Linked DNA regions of Mus musculus: region 1 is linked to region 2. Evidence: chromatin contacts called from public HiChIP or PLAC-seq data. All regions are on one chromosome and are shown on one strand. The core of a region is the stretch at or near the end of the contact, and the rest is flanking DNA. Distances in the headings are between cores, read along the strand shown.

Region 1 (3,247 bases), core at 661-3,160, 140 kb after region 2:
GGCATTTTTTTCTCTGTTGTCAGTGTCTTCTCATCAACTCACGACAGGTGCATGACCACCAAATAGCAGCCCCCCAAACACACGTTAAAAACACAAGCACACGCACACATGCATGCTTCCATGTAGGTATGCACATGTATGTGTGTGCATGTGCATGCATGTATGTGCACACACACACACACACACACACACACACACACCTGGACAAATTTGAATACAAATAGCATCTGTGTGCTTGTGTATGTGTGTATGTGCGTATGCGCATGCATGTGTGTGCATGTGTGTGTTTCCTGATATGGATTTTGCTTTTTTTTTCCTCCTAATGTCCCCCTCCATCACCAAGCACAATTATTAGCATCTCTATACCACCGAGAGAAGGAGGAATGGTAACTGTCTGTTTGGGTCTACTCTTAGCCACACCGGTGGCCTTTAGTGTTTTGCTCTGCCTACTTATGTGAAGCTTTGGAGAGAAGCAGAATCTGGCTTGGGATTTATTTACCATCCTACGTATACTTTGTGTGTTCACACAAGCTCCTTGAACACAGCCTAGGTACAATAATGGTAACCAAAGTCGTTGTTCAGAGTTAGAGTAGGCCTTTGTTGAGTGTCTTCCACGTGTAGGGTACTTTTGTAAGCAGGTCTTGAAGACTCATCTCTTCCTTGAGCAAAAGATGAAGTGTGTGAGGGGAAGGCACTAGAATTTCAGGTTTGTTGTGTTCTGATCTTTGAATTTCTCAATGAATTTTAGTAAAGTCTGATTCTTACATGGTTCTTACATGGTCCCATTTTAAAGCCTGTACATGTTTGTTTGGGGTCTTTTTTTTTTGTTTTTGACAATAATTGAAAAGAAGTACGGACTTGAGACCTTTTGGGATTCCCAGGCCTCCCTGGACAGTACACTGGCTCCCTCTCTCCTTCTTCCTCCTTCACCTCTCTGATTCCAGGAACTCTTCCCATTCGGGGCCTCATACTAATTGCTTCCTGTGGTAACACTGCCTTCCTCTTGCTCGATAAGGGCGGAGCCTCCATCTCTTGGGGACCTCGTGTGTTTCTGCATCCTGGAAAGGTGGAAACTGTGTGTCCCCCACGCTAGCTCAAGGACAAGAGGCACAGAGTGCAGTCAAGGGGAGAATTTGGCTCCCAGTGTCTAAACACGCCAATCCAAGCCTTCTGCGTGACTGTGCCTGCAAATCTCAGCTTTCACTGCACATTTTAGACTACCCAGTTCTATTACTCCCTTCTCCTCTCCTGTTGGCCTCAGAGGATCTTCCAGTCCATTCAAGAGAAACAGTTTTAATTAAGCATCGCTGTGAACTTGATCATCTTTAAGTCTCTGATTTCTCACGGGAAGCTGGGGGATAAGCTGGGGTGGAGCTCGGTGGAGGGGGTTAGTTCTCAAGGCCGTGGTCAGAAGACAAAAAAACGTTGGCAGAGCTATGTCCTGCCAAAAATGGAGGAGTCCAAATGAAAATCAACATTGATGAAAGGAGGGCAGCTCACCTCACCGTGACGTTAGTACCCTAGGCTGGCACGCTCATGTAAGTCCAGATAGGAAATAAACAACATCCCAAGGGTTCCAGTAAGAAAAGGATGACAGCCTTGGAGCACAGCTGCAGCCACTTTCTGGGATTAGACTCTGCTGGTGCCTTTGGCCTTGGTTCCTCCCACCCCCAGTGCTATTTGATCCCTACAGCTTTGCTTCCACTGGGTTCAAGTACATGCTTGCAGGCTTCTCTTTGCCCAGCAAGTAAACAAACCTCCAATGACAAAGGAAAACACTGGCCTGGTGCAGGGTTTCAAGGCAGGAGGCCTGAGATGGGGATTTCCCTGTTTGTTATGACAGGAGCCCTGCTCTCCCCATAGGGTTGAGAGGAACGGGAATAAGGTTGAAAAGCCTTGAGTCAGGCCCAGAGAATTTCAGTTTCAACATCGCCTCAGCCAGCAGGTGCTTAATCATTCTAATTACCTTCAACACAAAGGTCATGGCTGAAGTAAATGATTATCTGCTGGCTGCTTCGCTTAGTGTACTACATCTTTGCTTAGCATATGGAGAAGGACTTTACTGTACTGTGCTTTGTTTCTATGGGATGGTTACCACAGTCAGTGGTGGGTCTGTAGCTGGCTGCCCTTGAGGGCCTGTATGGACAGCCCCATAGAGGATGGAAGGTGGCACAGGCTGCGCAGGGTAGCTTGCTATTCAAGGGTAAGTGCATGTAAGGTGGTGTAATCTTGCCCAAGTCCAAGGCTCCCTGGGTTCTTACCGTACTCAAGGAGAAGGAAGGAAAAAAGGAAGGAGGGAGGGAGGGAGGGAGGGAGGACACAGGACTACTGGAAAGACCTCTTTACACCATGGTTTTGTACCAAGGGTCTTGGGTACAACTGGCTGTGTCACTCCTCAGAACCTAGGAACAGCATGTGCAACCCCCGGAAGATGTCAGCTTGCTCCCTGAGGAAACAGCTTGGTCAAGAGTCATTCAGAAGAGGAGGCCTTGCAGCCTCTTCTCTAAGCTACGCAGAAGGCTGAAGGATAACAAATTCAAAAGGATAAAGTTTGATGCCGATCTAGGCAACTTTGTGAAGCCTTGCCTCAAAAAAAAAAAATCCCCCCAAAACAAAACAAAACAAAAAAACCACCACCACCAAGAAGAATCTCAGTGGTTGATTGATTGGTTGATTGATTACCTGTTACGTACACGATCTGAGGCCTAATCTATATAGTATGGCACAAACAGAATAAGCAGTGACAACAAAACACCAGAAGCTTCCCTCCTTAGTGACAGGGGAAGGAGAGTATCAAAGATTACCAACTCTGATCTAGAGTGAACTCTGAAATTTAATCACTTTATTTTCAATATGAATAAGTGTTGAGCATAATTTGTTGGGGACTATGTTTAAGGGGGATGAGGAGAATGGGGGATGGGTTGATAGAAATGTCAAATGCAGTCTGATACTTTCTTCCCCTCCTTTTTTTTCTGTGTGGGACTCATTTGGTATATACATATACTGTCTATGTATTTCATATATATATATATATATATATATATATATACTATCTAATATATAAATATACTAGATAGTATCTACACATACGTATTCTACTCATGTCTACACATCATATTACTCTCCTCAGCAACCCAAACCACATGTTGTGTTAGTCATCTTCCTATCGCAATAATTTTTTTGAAATTATTAGTAAAACACCATTTCAGATGTTTGACTCCAGCATGAATGCATCCAGTTGCCTTAG
Region 2 (3,425 bases), core at 654-3,153:
GAGGCTGATGGAGAAAATAGCCCTGCAAATTAGTTCTTGGTGTCCTTGCCCTCGCCCTCACATAAGCTGTCAACTGAGATCATTTTACATCTCTTTTGTTTTTTGTTTTTTCGAGATGGGATTTCTCTGTGTAGCCCTGGCTGTACTGGAACTCACTTTGTAGTCCAGGCTGGCCTCGAACTCAGAAATCTGCCTGCCTCTGCCTCCAAAGTGCTGGGATTAAAGGCGTGCAATACCACTGCCCGGCTTCATTTTACATCTGAACTCAGATTCCTTCGTTCATTAGAAAGAGCCACAGCTGCTTATTCCACTATGTCAGCAAATAGGTCTGCCACCTTGAGAAGGAAGAAATGATCTACTTTGAGCATAAAATAATTGCCTTTAATGCCAACTTGGGCAGTGGCTCCCTGCCCTGACCCAGTAATAAAACCTCATAGGGGAAACAGATTCCTGCGAAAAATATGGTTCCCATTCTATGGCGCCTTGGCATTTTGTCCCCTCCAATCATAGCTAAATGCTCTAGTTCCCCAAAAGAAGGAATTTTAAGGGTTACCTCAGCCTGGGGCTGTGTACAAAGCTCTGAGTAGTTTGACGCCATGGCTTCTCTGCCACAATTCTGCTTGGTTTAACAAGAATTCCGGTGTGATGACTACACAGCCAGCTTTTCCCCTCAGTTAATCAAACCAACATAATTTCTTTGCTAAAAGGCATTGCCTCATCAAGTCTGCGTTTCCAGACAAACCCAAGCTTCGGCTGGACTTCCCCATAATCGTATGGGCTAATAGATTCCAGGCGCCTTTGCAAACCAGTTCTTCGCAACGATGCAAACCCACACAAGCCTTGGATGGTTCAAAGTCACAGGCCTGACATTTTCTGGAGCAGATAACTTGGTTTCCTAAAGGAAATCTCTGCACTTAAGGTACACAGTTTACTTAAGATTCCAGGGGTAAAGCTTTAATACACAGTCTGGGAGCAAAGAACCTCGGGCACTAAGCTGGTCGCTACAGTTACAGCATCATAATGCGCCAGAATCCATACGGTGAATTATAGGCAGTAACGATGCACTCAGCTTTGGCTGAGGCGGCTTCAGTTTGCAAGAGAAAGAGGAGGGTGAAGAGAAATGTAGCTCGGAATCTCACGCCCTACTTTTATACCATATATATAATATATATGTACACACACACACACACACACACACACACACACACACACACAGGGAGAAGAGACAGACGATCACAAAAAGGGTGGAAAGAAAAATCTTAGCATGGGGGTGGGGAGAGAGTCCAGGGGCGGAGCCTGGAAGCTGTGGATAAGTGGCATTCTATCATTCGTTCATCCTTTCGTTCATTCATTCACTTAGTAGGCTCCCAGCCCAGTTGGCTTCACTGGCCCCTAAGATGCAGCTTTTAGCCTTTTTCAAGGACGATGGCTCCTTCTCTTGGGGAGTCTCCACCAACCAGAGCCCTCTCCGCCCACGAGAAAGCAGAGCAGTCTGCGCCCCCCAGAGCCCCGCTGGGTCCCCCAGCCTGCGGGACCCCGGAGGAGGGGCCGGGAGGCCTGGCTCCGAGCCCACGGCCCGCCCGCCCCGCCCCGCTCCGCCCCGCGGGTCCTGCCAGCTCGGCCCGGCCGGCGCCGCCCCCGCCTTACCAGGGTTTTGGCTACGTTTCCCCTCTGGGTGATGTTTTTGCTGTGCTTCTCGTTAGCCATCCGGATCCGCTGTTTGGCCACCATGGCTTGGGCGCTTGGGGATGCTCTCGACTCCCACCTGCAACGATGGCCGGGGTGAGCCGTAGCCGCAGCGCCCCGCGGCTTGCCCGGGCGCTGCAGGTGGCAAGGCACGGCCGAGCCCCGCGCACCCCGCTCCCGGAGCCCCAGCCAGCCGGCTCCAGAGAGAGGCCAGCGCGCGGACGGAAGTAATCTCTCATCTCAGGAAACCCTCTCCGACTTCCTCGCCATCCTTCCGGTCCCCCCAGCTACCTACCCTGCGCGGCCACCGAGGCAGGAGGCGGGAAGCGAGAGGCGGGCGCTGACACAGCGCCGCGCGCCAAGCCCAAGGGCACCGTGGCCCGGGGTGTCCGGGTCCTGAGATCGAACGCTGCGGGGCATAGGGTTCGGGCGACCCGGCGTTTGTGCGTGCGTGGGGGGTGGGGACGCAGCCGCACCCAGCCTGGTGACCTCTGACTGTTTCCTGACCACCTCGGGACAGGCAGGGATTGGGGCGCTGGTGCTTCAAGCTGAAGGCTAGACCCTAGGCATCGAGCGCTGAGTCTCAGAGCTGAGCCTGGCCAGGTTTGGGTAGTACTGTTGGGAAACACCCCAAAAGAACCTGCCCTTTAGGTGTCTGAGGAAACCCCACTTGGCAAGTTGGGTTGTGCAAAAAGAGACCCTTTGTGACATGGGACGAAGAGCCAAGAAGCCTCTTTCTGGTCCCTGAAAAATGTGGATGAGGGTGGAGTTGGACCAGACCTCACCTTGGCAGTGGTGGTCATCACACTAGCAGATTGCCCCAGAAACCACTGAGTGCATAGAGGGCAAAGGGTTCATGAGCCTACAGTACAGGAAGAATGGATGGCCACTGCCCATAACCAAAGTGTTGACCAGGCTTGGACTCTTATCCCCCACTGCCCCACCACCACTACTGTCTTGGGGCATCTTGGACCTTCAGGCATCCCTGTTCTATGGGGTACTAAGTGTGAGCTCCCAGACAGCATTGGGAGTTTCTCTGCAGTGAAAGGACAAAAATCAATATTTGAATATCCAGATGCTGACCCCGAGATTTAGCTAGGGGAGGAGTGGGGGCTGAACCGCTTATCTTTCCTCAACAAATATGGCTCCTTGGAGCTCAGGAGGGACATCTGGAGAAGTGGGAAGAGGTGGTCCAGGGTTAGGACAATACAAAATAGCACTCAAGGGTAAGGAGTGAGAGCTGTGTAGACCAGATATGTCGGATGCATCTCTGATCCTATCTATCTGTGCCTGGAGGATGCTTCAATAGGCTCTGGTATGGGTAGAATTTCTTATGTGGGTAGAAAGCTAGGAAGAGCTCTTTAGGATACGGTTTATCTTAGAGTTTCTGTTGGGATGAAACTCAAGCAGGGCAGAAACCTGGAAGCAGGAGCTGATGCAGAGGCTGTGGAGGGTGCTGCTGACTGGCTTACTTTTTCTGGCTTGCTCAACCTGCTTTCTAATAGAATCTGGGCCCACCTGCTCAGGGATGGCACCACCCACAATGGGCTGGGGCCTCCCCTTCAATCTGTAATTAAGAATATGCCTTACAGCTGGAGCTCATAGTCTCATTTCTCAACGGAGGCTCCTTCCACTCTGAAGACTCCAGCTTGGGTCAAGTTAGACAAAACCAGCCAATATACCCTTCTATCAACTGGTTAGAAATCTCTTCACTTGAATGAGCAGCTACTGGCTTCATT

The links. HiChIP or PLAC-seq counts read pairs in DNA pulled down with a chosen protein or histone mark.
Region 1: a contact with region 2 is called in an HNF4G HiChIP or PLAC-seq map of pancreatic cancer cells. The contact joins the enhancer-like site here to the promoter of Serp2 in region 2. A contact is called at or near these places in 13 of 39 promoter capture datasets (the 3T3-L1 cell line, the C10 cell line, the HPC-7 cell line and 7 more), 11 of 484 Hi-C or Micro-C datasets (the HL-1 cell line, the HPC-7 cell line, Sertoli cells and 6 more), 8 of 115 datasets of contacts at active chromatin or transcription factors (embryonic forebrain, embryonic hindbrain, embryonic stem cells and 3 more) and 2 of 9 other capture datasets (embryonic stem cells and liver).

Annotation. Positions count from the first base shown.
Region 1 is chr14:76,697,146-76,700,392 of GRCm38.p6, forward strand. No RefSeq gene overlaps it. Among named protein-coding and RNA genes, the nearest start is that of 1700105F02Rik, 21 kb to the left of the region's middle. Within about 2 kb of position 1,911, at least 121 of the 459 cell types and tissues checked have an H3K27ac peak or open chromatin away from gene starts, as enhancers often do. A contact at or near this core is called in the HL-1 cell line, the HPC-7 cell line, embryonic fibroblasts and 4 more, where this site is marked.
Region 2 is chr14:76,554,784-76,558,208 of GRCm38.p6, forward strand. Serp2 (stress-associated endoplasmic reticulum protein family member 2) reads right to left here and starts at 1,904. Exons shown (of 3, transcript NM_001160326.1): 1 at 1,648-1,904. The coding sequence starts at 1,731.